Regions from separate parts of the Mus musculus genome. Here region 2 is linked to region 1. A link is a contact called in public HiChIP or PLAC-seq data. All regions are on one chromosome and are shown on one strand. Each heading gives the region's core, a stretch centred on a gene start, on an enhancer-like site or on the middle of the called end of the contact. The rest is flanking DNA. Distances are from core to core; before and after follow the strand shown.

Region 1 (3,796 bases), core at 511-3,010:
GGTCAGAGGGAGAGGGCTGGGGGGCTTCCGCCCAGCTTTCCAAACGCCTATAAAACTCCTCAAACATCACCATGAGTTGGAGACAGATAGCAGGGTAGCTGCCCTCTCCTGTCATGCTTAGGTGGCACTCTGCCTAAGCAGGAGGTGGGGCTGTGTCTCCAGGTGCCAAGGAAGGCAGCAAGCAGACAATTAAAAATAACTGGCAGGAGACTCGGGGAACTGAGCCTCTAACCGAACTGAAATACTGCTGCCACCTGCTCACTCTGGAGATTCTTGTCCTATAAACTGTAAGGGTTTCCAATAGCTGAGTGCCAGGTCTATGATGAATCCACTAACCCCGACAGTGGATCTGTGTGAACAGACCTTCCCAGAATAAAATAGACATGCAAAGAAAACAGCAGGGCAGCTGCCCTCTCCTGTCGTGCTCAGACCATCTGGGGACACATGGGCCCACTGGCAAAGAATACAGACACACCCCCACAAAGGAGTCCAGTATCAGCACACATTACCTTACAGGTAATAACTGTGAAATGTATAGCAGTTACATTGTTTTGTGTGTTATCAGTCATCTTACTGATAAGTGAGACACAAGAAACTATTTCTTTGTAATTGTATTTATTTGTTTGGTTTTGTGTGCATGTCTGTATATGGACCGGATACATGCCTGGTTCCCTTGGAGGCAAGGAAAGAGCATCCGGTTCCCTGAGACTGGAGTTATAGATGGTTGGGAGTCACCATGTGGGTGGTGGGACTCAAACCCAGGTCCTCTGAAGAGCAGCCAGTGCTCTTACCCACCGAGCCATCTCTCCATGCTCCAAAGTAATTTTTTTCCAAAGTAATTTTAATAAAATAAAATTTGTGAGATCGGATCTCCCTATGTAGCTAGCTTAAGCAGGCTTCAAATTCACAATCCTTCTGCCTCAGACTCCTGCATCCTAGGATTACCTATGTGTACCACCAAACCCAGCCAAAAGAAACTTCTAATTAGGAGCTTAGGGTGACAAGAAATGAGGAGGGACATTAAACTTGAGCCCTTAAACTCTCGCTGGTGACAGAGGCTCCTGGTGTACAGTCACTTCATTGCTACGGAGGGGGTTGCAGGTGACATTTTGAAAAGGCAGGCAAAGTGCGGTATCAGAAGCTGTGATCTAAGCACTGGGATGCCAAAGGGAGGCAGAATTGAGAACTCCAGGGCAGCCTCGGCTACACAATAAACCCTGTCTCAAAAAAAAAAAAAAAAATGAATAAATAACAAAGTGGCACCCCCATGGCTATCCTCACAGTTTCCACAGGAGGGTGGGGATCGTGTGCTTAATCTCGTTGTTTTACTTTAAAATGGCAATAATATTTATCATATCTATGAGACTGTCTCTTTTGCATGAAAAAATAAACTTACAGTAAAAAAAATGTAGCTGTTGGTCTAAGAAAATTTGTGCAGATGGCATTTACATCTTTTCTGGAGGGCAATGCAAGTAAAAAGGTCTGAAGGTTATGCCACAGCCGCCTTTTGCAGTTTGATTTTAAGCTAGGGTGACAGGATATTTATACAGAAAGTCCCTACTGGCAAAATCTAAACGCATTAGGGAGGTGGAAAGGAGGTCTCCCCTCCTACCTGGTGCTATAGGCTGCCCGGTTGCTGGATATGTAGGGCCACCCCACCTGTCCCCTCTGCCCTGAAGGGGCATCCCAGCCCTGAGTAGGAGCTGAGGAATGGACCAGGCGGGAAGCTTAGCCTGAGCTGCTGCCTGCCCCTGAGGAGGGCCTGCCTATTGTAAGGATGCGTTTCCAAGGCAACTCGGGAGGAGAGGCACTTAGCGCGCTTTATTTTTTACATCTGGTAATTTGGGTCTGCAGAGGTAGGTTTGGCCATTTCCGCTCGTAGATTCAACATCATTTTCTGAAGAGCCAATTTGTTCAGTAGGCAATTTATCTCCAGCAACTAAGTACTGTGTTCCTCAGAAAAGCTCTGGGAGGCCAGGGCTGGGGGCTGGGGCTTCCTGGGGAAAGCAGACGCGCGCGCGTGTGTGTGTGTGTGTGTGTGTGTGTGTGTGTGTGTGTGTGTGTGTGTGTGTGTGTGGTGTGTGTGTGTGTGTGTGTGTGTGTGTGTGTGTGTAAAACATCTGCTCTGGAGGGGTTCAGATACACTATGTGGGGAGCACAGCTGTGCTCAGAGCATGGGAAAATACGGTGGGATTCCTCCCTACAGTGGCCAGTCAGTGAGAGTTGTGTGAAGGTAGAACCCCAGAAGGGGTGACCAGAATGTGGCTTCGCTTTTGGTCATCTCAGCTATAACACAGGGCTGGCTAAGGCCTGCTTGGGTCCTGGCATAACCTCTAGAGACTTGATCGGCTTAAAGTGGAGGCTCAGGAGGGTGTGTGGAAATTTAAAAGAGTCTTAGATGTCCCCAACCATTTCCTGCCACTACCATGGCGTATATTCTTGGCTATAGGTTGCCAGCATGCAGAGAGACACTCCTGGCACCTTCACCAGGAGGCAGCCCCACCCAAGCCCCAGCTCCCTGTCCTGTGAACCTGTACTGTCTGGTGCCTGCTGTCCTTCAGGGCTTCCAGGTGAGAGGAGCCTTAAAGAACCGCTGACGATAATTTGGAGCACAGGTCTGTTCCAGCCTCATCTCCAGCACGAGGAGACTTGGACGCTGGGCCCAGCAGCGGTCCCCAACCCCATCTCAGGCTCCAGGGAACTCACGTGAAGCCAGCATCCTCGCCCTCCTGGGCATGGCAGGTCCCCCCATTTCCACATGGGTTGCTGGAACAGCCGTCCAGAGACACCTCACAGTGTCGGCCCTGGAGGAAAAGTTAGCGGTGAGGACTCCAGGGAGAGCCTAGGGGGTTAGCATGATCTAAGACAGAGCCTTCAGCAGCTCTGCTTGTCTGCCACGGGGCTGCCTGCTCCCTCTTTCCTTCACCCATCCACCCAATCACCAATATGACCATCTGTCTACAGGTTGGTTCGCCGGTGATAGGTCCACTCACACATCTGTTCTGAGGCAGGGAGGAAAACAACAGACCCAGCCGTGCCAGGGATGCCTCGCAGCAGAGAGAACTCTGTCCCTCCAGCTGCAGCCTCCACTCACCTTGTAGCCACTGGGGCAGGTACACCTGTATACCTCAAGAGGGTCATTGTGGCAGGTGCCCTGGTTCTGGCATGGGCTGGACAAGCAGGGATCACACTTGGCCTGAACTGCCAGGCTGGGGGGACCTGTGGAAGCAGGGAGAACATTAGCAGAGGAAGGGCACGTGTGTAGGCATGAGGCACTACCCTGAGAGGTCCGGTCCTATGGAGGCATACCCTCCCAGGAGACATGCCTCACTGCCAGTCTGTGACGGTTGTGCTATATCTCCCAGCCCAGTCCAGCTTTCCAGCTGCAGAGCCCACTTTACTAAAGGGTCACTGGAAGCCCCTGACTCACATACAGCTGTGAGAACCGTATGAACAGGTAGGCAGGGCTCAGAAGGTGGAAACTGTACACAGTGGTAGGGTCACCCTAAGAGGCAGAGAGTAGCAAAACCATGACTGTTCACTGTCCCTGATTCTGCCTTTCACACCCTCAGAAGCAGACACTCCAGCCTGCAGCCTGCTCAGCAGAGAGGGCACTGTGAGCCCGGGCTTGGCTCTGCAGGGAGCCTATAGGGGGGTGGATCTACATGCCTTGAGGTTCTTTCTCTTGGAGTCTAAAGAGAAGAGAATCTTCTGTTACCTCTAAGCTACACAGGCTCTCCTCCAGACCTCAATCACTGGCGAGAATAGGGTAGCCTAGCAGCAATGGTACCTGGGT
Region 2 (3,691 bases), core at 1,058-3,557, 130 kb after region 1:
CAGAGCCTATCAGAAGCAGTCAAGGTAGTAGGACAGTGGGAAAGCAAGAATGCAGAGTAGACAAGGTGCAAAAGCAAAGGAGAGGGCCTCATGTGTCTCCTGTGTGGGCTGCTGCCAGGGTAATAGCCCAGAAAAAACACACCACTGGGTAAAGCAGGGGACAGAAATTTCATCCGGAAAGAACAGGCCAAGGTGACCTCAGAGGTCCTCCAAACAGACTTGATTGTCCTTAATTTCTCTCTAGGTCCATGAGGCTGACTCAAGGAAACTCAGTTCGGTCACCCCAATTTCTACATGGGTGCGTGCACACACACACACACACACACACACACACACACACACACACACGCCAGTTCCCAACTAGATTGCATGCAGATTGCAAATTCTCTGAAACTGTCACGGGAATGTCTCAAACCCAGCCAAGAAAGAGTCTGGGGCAAGCATGTACTCACTAATTGCTGGCCTCGGTACAGAAGTTCAGAGTTTGATGTAGGCAACAGCTCTCCCCGGGGTTTGCCTCTGGCCAGCTGAGACTCATGAAAGTATGCTCCTGAGTTATCAAAATATGTATACCTTTTCTGACGCTCACTGTAGTCACCCAGGAGTGTGGAAAGAAAGAGGAGCATGGTTTCAAAGAAGCCACTAACCTTCCCCAAAGTATCAAAAAAAAAAAAAAATCCCCTGGTACAGTCACCTCTGAAAGTGTACAAAGGCCCTGTGTGTGACTAAAAATCCACTCGCACGACCCGCAGACCCCCCGGACTCACACTGCCGTGGTATCCTTAGGTGCCGGAATTTCACACCGACCACATTTGGCAGGAAAAGAGAAAATGTATCACACACGCTCCACCGTGCTCATGAGGCAGGTCTGGAAAGGGTGGAGTTACCTCAAAATCCAGAAGTACAAGAGAACAAGAGGGAAGGAAGGGTGGTTTTTATGACTTGTCACTGTCAATGTCTCCAACCTTATGTCCCAGTCCGAGCTCCTGGCCTCTAGTATCATCCCTGAGCTCGCAGTCCAGGACTCCTCTCACCCTGTAAGGGTTCCGATGTCATATTCCCCAAAACCCAAACCAAAGGCCCTCGGGTCCCATTGTCTGTCTGCCTGGGCTCAGGATGAAGACTGAAGGAGAGGGTAGGTTGCTTACACCTTCAAGGGAAGACTTATCCAGGCTCTGGGACCAAACAATGGGTAGAATAGGTGCTCAGAAACTTCTGGTCCGTGGCAGCGAGCCCTCAGAGCCCAAATCCACCTGCCCACTCAGAACCCAGCAAACCCCATGTGTCCAAAAGGAGACACCGTGCCTGGAGTCTGTGGGAAGCTGTTCTCCTAGGTGCCAGGAAGGCTCCAGGTACCCTAGAGGAATAAAGTGCTGTACAGTGGGAAGGACCTGTCACAGCGGAGAGCAGAGATCGCAAGGGGCAGGTGTGAGGAAGGGCTGAGGATGCTTCCAGGGCCCTTTGAATCTGGCACCTGCAAATGCGCTCCTGGTTTCTGGTTTCCTAAAAACCTACCAAGGCACTGACTCCTCTACTGGCGACGGAGCCCAACGGTCTAGCGCCCCCCACCCGATTCCGGTCCCTCTGATCCGTCAGGGTGGGAGAGCAACCAGGGGTCGAGGGGGTGGAGGGACTCCCAGTGGACGGGCGGATCCGTACTCACAGGCGCTCGGTGTTCCGTGGGATGTTCTTGGGGATGGCCTGCAAACCCGTGCCGTGGCAGTCCACCGTAGTGCCGGTGCAGGTGCAGAGGGCGGGGCACGCCGTGGCCCCCAGGCGCCACGCGGCTGCCCACAGCAGCAGCCACAGCTCCGGTCGGCTCAACCCCGAAGAGGACCCGCGCTGGGGCGTTAGCGCCATGGTGCCTTCGCCGTGTCCCGTTCGCGTGCCAGACGGCCGCAGCCGCTGACCATCCCCGTCCGGGGCTAGCTCCAGGTGCTATCCCCACCGAAGGACCGAAGAGCCGGTGGAATCGTGCGATGCGCCCTTGCGGATCGAGTGGTACCTAGATGCTCCCAGCGACAGCGTCTGTGCGTAGACCCAGGAAAGGCGTCTTAAGCGGAGGGCGCTCAGCTCCTCTCCCAGTGCTCGCTGCCGGCGTCTCCCTCTCCCTCCAGCTCCCAACTGACTGCTGTGAGGAGGAAAATGGGCAGGCCCCGCGCGCGCGCACACACACACACCTCGCGCGCGCGCGCACACACACACACACACATACACACTCACACCCGCACGCTCGCTCACACCCGGCAGTCATCCATCAATCGAAAAGCACACTTCCAGGGCCAGACTCCTTCCCGCCCTCCCCCCCAAGCACGGACCACCGCCCGCCTCCTCCCCACCACTTCTCTGCTGCTACAGAGGTCCAGCCGCTGGCATACAGTTTCAAAGGTGCAACCTCCCAGGCGCCAAGGGCTGCGGGGGCCCGGGGAAGGGGGCTTACAGACTGGACCTGCTCTGTAAGCTACACACACACACACACACACACACACACACACTGCAATGATGTGTACATTTAGACCAGTCACTTCAGTACCCTCAGCTACTAGGGCAGAGGAGCAAAAAGATTTTTTTTCCCTACACCTTCCCTTCCCTGGGACCACAGACTTCCCCAATGGCTGAAGAGGTCACCGGGCCCCACCAACTTCCTTTGTCAACTGTTGGTGAGGCTTCTTGTACCAGATGGCCTCTCCAAGCTGTCTTTCCTTGCCCAGCCTGGGACCTTGAGGGAAGAGACTTGAGAGAATATAAAAGCCTCAGGCCAGGTTAGTCTTCTCCCTCAACACATACTCTCCCTAAAGGCAGAACCCAACCTCTTCCGGGAACAGAAGCCAGCCAGCTGGGATGACAGGAGTCCTGACAGGACTTTGTAAGTCCGGAGGGGAGGTGTTTTCTACACAAGCCTCTCTACTGGTATACCAATAGGAAGCCACCTTGGAAATCCAGCAACTAGCCTCTCCACATCTGGCAGGTGGAAACAGAAGAAAAGGAATATTTGGTCCTCTCAAAAGGCCAGAGTGGAGAGAACACAGAACCTGTTTAGAAGAAAAAAACACCACCCAGTCAACTGGTACCTGAATAGGACCTCGGGCCTCACAGCCCCATGGGCAAGGAATTTTCTTATTCTGACAGAGTTGGGGATGTGGGTGTGAATAGGAAATCCAGTGAGGGACAGAATTCCCTCCAACCCCAGAAAAGAAAGCACCTCCCCCAAAACGGACAGCTGTGGCTCTCTGGGTCTCTAAAGAGCTGAGCTCCGGATGTGAGGGAGATCTGGCTGAGACATCTGTCATCCCATTGATCAACAGGGTTGATCTGGTGATCTGAGTGTCACTGTGGGTGTCCCCTTCCTCCTATTCCACACCATGTGCATCCCTTCCAAAGCTTTGCACTCAAAGAGAAGGACTTCCCCCCCCCCCCCCCCCCCCCCGATAAAGATGGCTCTGTCGAGCATTCCTCTGTTGGAAACTCCACGCAAGCTTTGGAGTTCGTGTTGAGCTGAGCTCCGGGAGTCAGGGCCCTATGTGCAGATAACAACTGGGCATCAGAAGTAGCTCAGATGGTCAAGAGTCAAAAGCCCCCCTAGTGGAGCTACTGCAGGGTCCCCCTTCTTGGGGGGAGGGGGGAGCAGAACCTAAGCCCAGCAATGACGGCAGTTTGTCACAGTGGTGAGATACTGAAGTCACCACACGAT

The links. HiChIP or PLAC-seq counts read pairs in DNA pulled down with a chosen protein or histone mark.
Region 2: an H3K4me3 HiChIP or PLAC-seq map of embryonic forebrain shows a contact between it and region 1, with 2.4 times the contacts expected there. The contact joins the promoter of Slit1 here to the enhancer-like site in region 1. A contact is called at or near these places in 10 of 39 promoter capture datasets (the 3T3-L1 cell line, the HPC-7 cell line, cranial neural crest and 5 more), 4 of 484 Hi-C or Micro-C datasets (Th1 cells, bone marrow-derived macrophages, embryonic fibroblasts and 1 more), 11 of 115 datasets of contacts at active chromatin or transcription factors (cardiomyocytes, embryonic basal ganglia, embryonic forebrain and 7 more) and 3 of 9 other capture datasets (adipose tissue, embryonic stem cells and liver).

Annotation. Positions count from the first base shown.
Region 1 is chr19:41,611,696-41,615,491 of GRCm38.p6, forward strand. Slit1 (slit guidance ligand 1) reads right to left here. Exons shown (of 37, transcript NM_015748.3): 27 at 3,095-3,219; 28 at 2,707-2,804. Gm52407 (a long non-coding RNA gene) reads left to right here. Exons shown (of 2, transcript XR_003952938.1): 2 at 1-1,387. Among named protein-coding and RNA genes, the nearest start is that of Gm52407, 9.6 kb to the left of the region's middle. Within about 2 kb of position 1,761, at least 33 of the 459 cell types and tissues checked have an H3K27ac peak or open chromatin away from gene starts, as enhancers often do. A contact at or near this core is called in embryonic basal ganglia and embryonic forebrain, where this site is marked.
Region 2 is chr19:41,741,549-41,745,239 of GRCm38.p6, forward strand. Slit1 (slit guidance ligand 1) reads right to left here and starts at 2,308. Exons shown (of 37, transcript NM_015748.3): 1 at 1,664-2,308. The coding sequence starts at 1,860.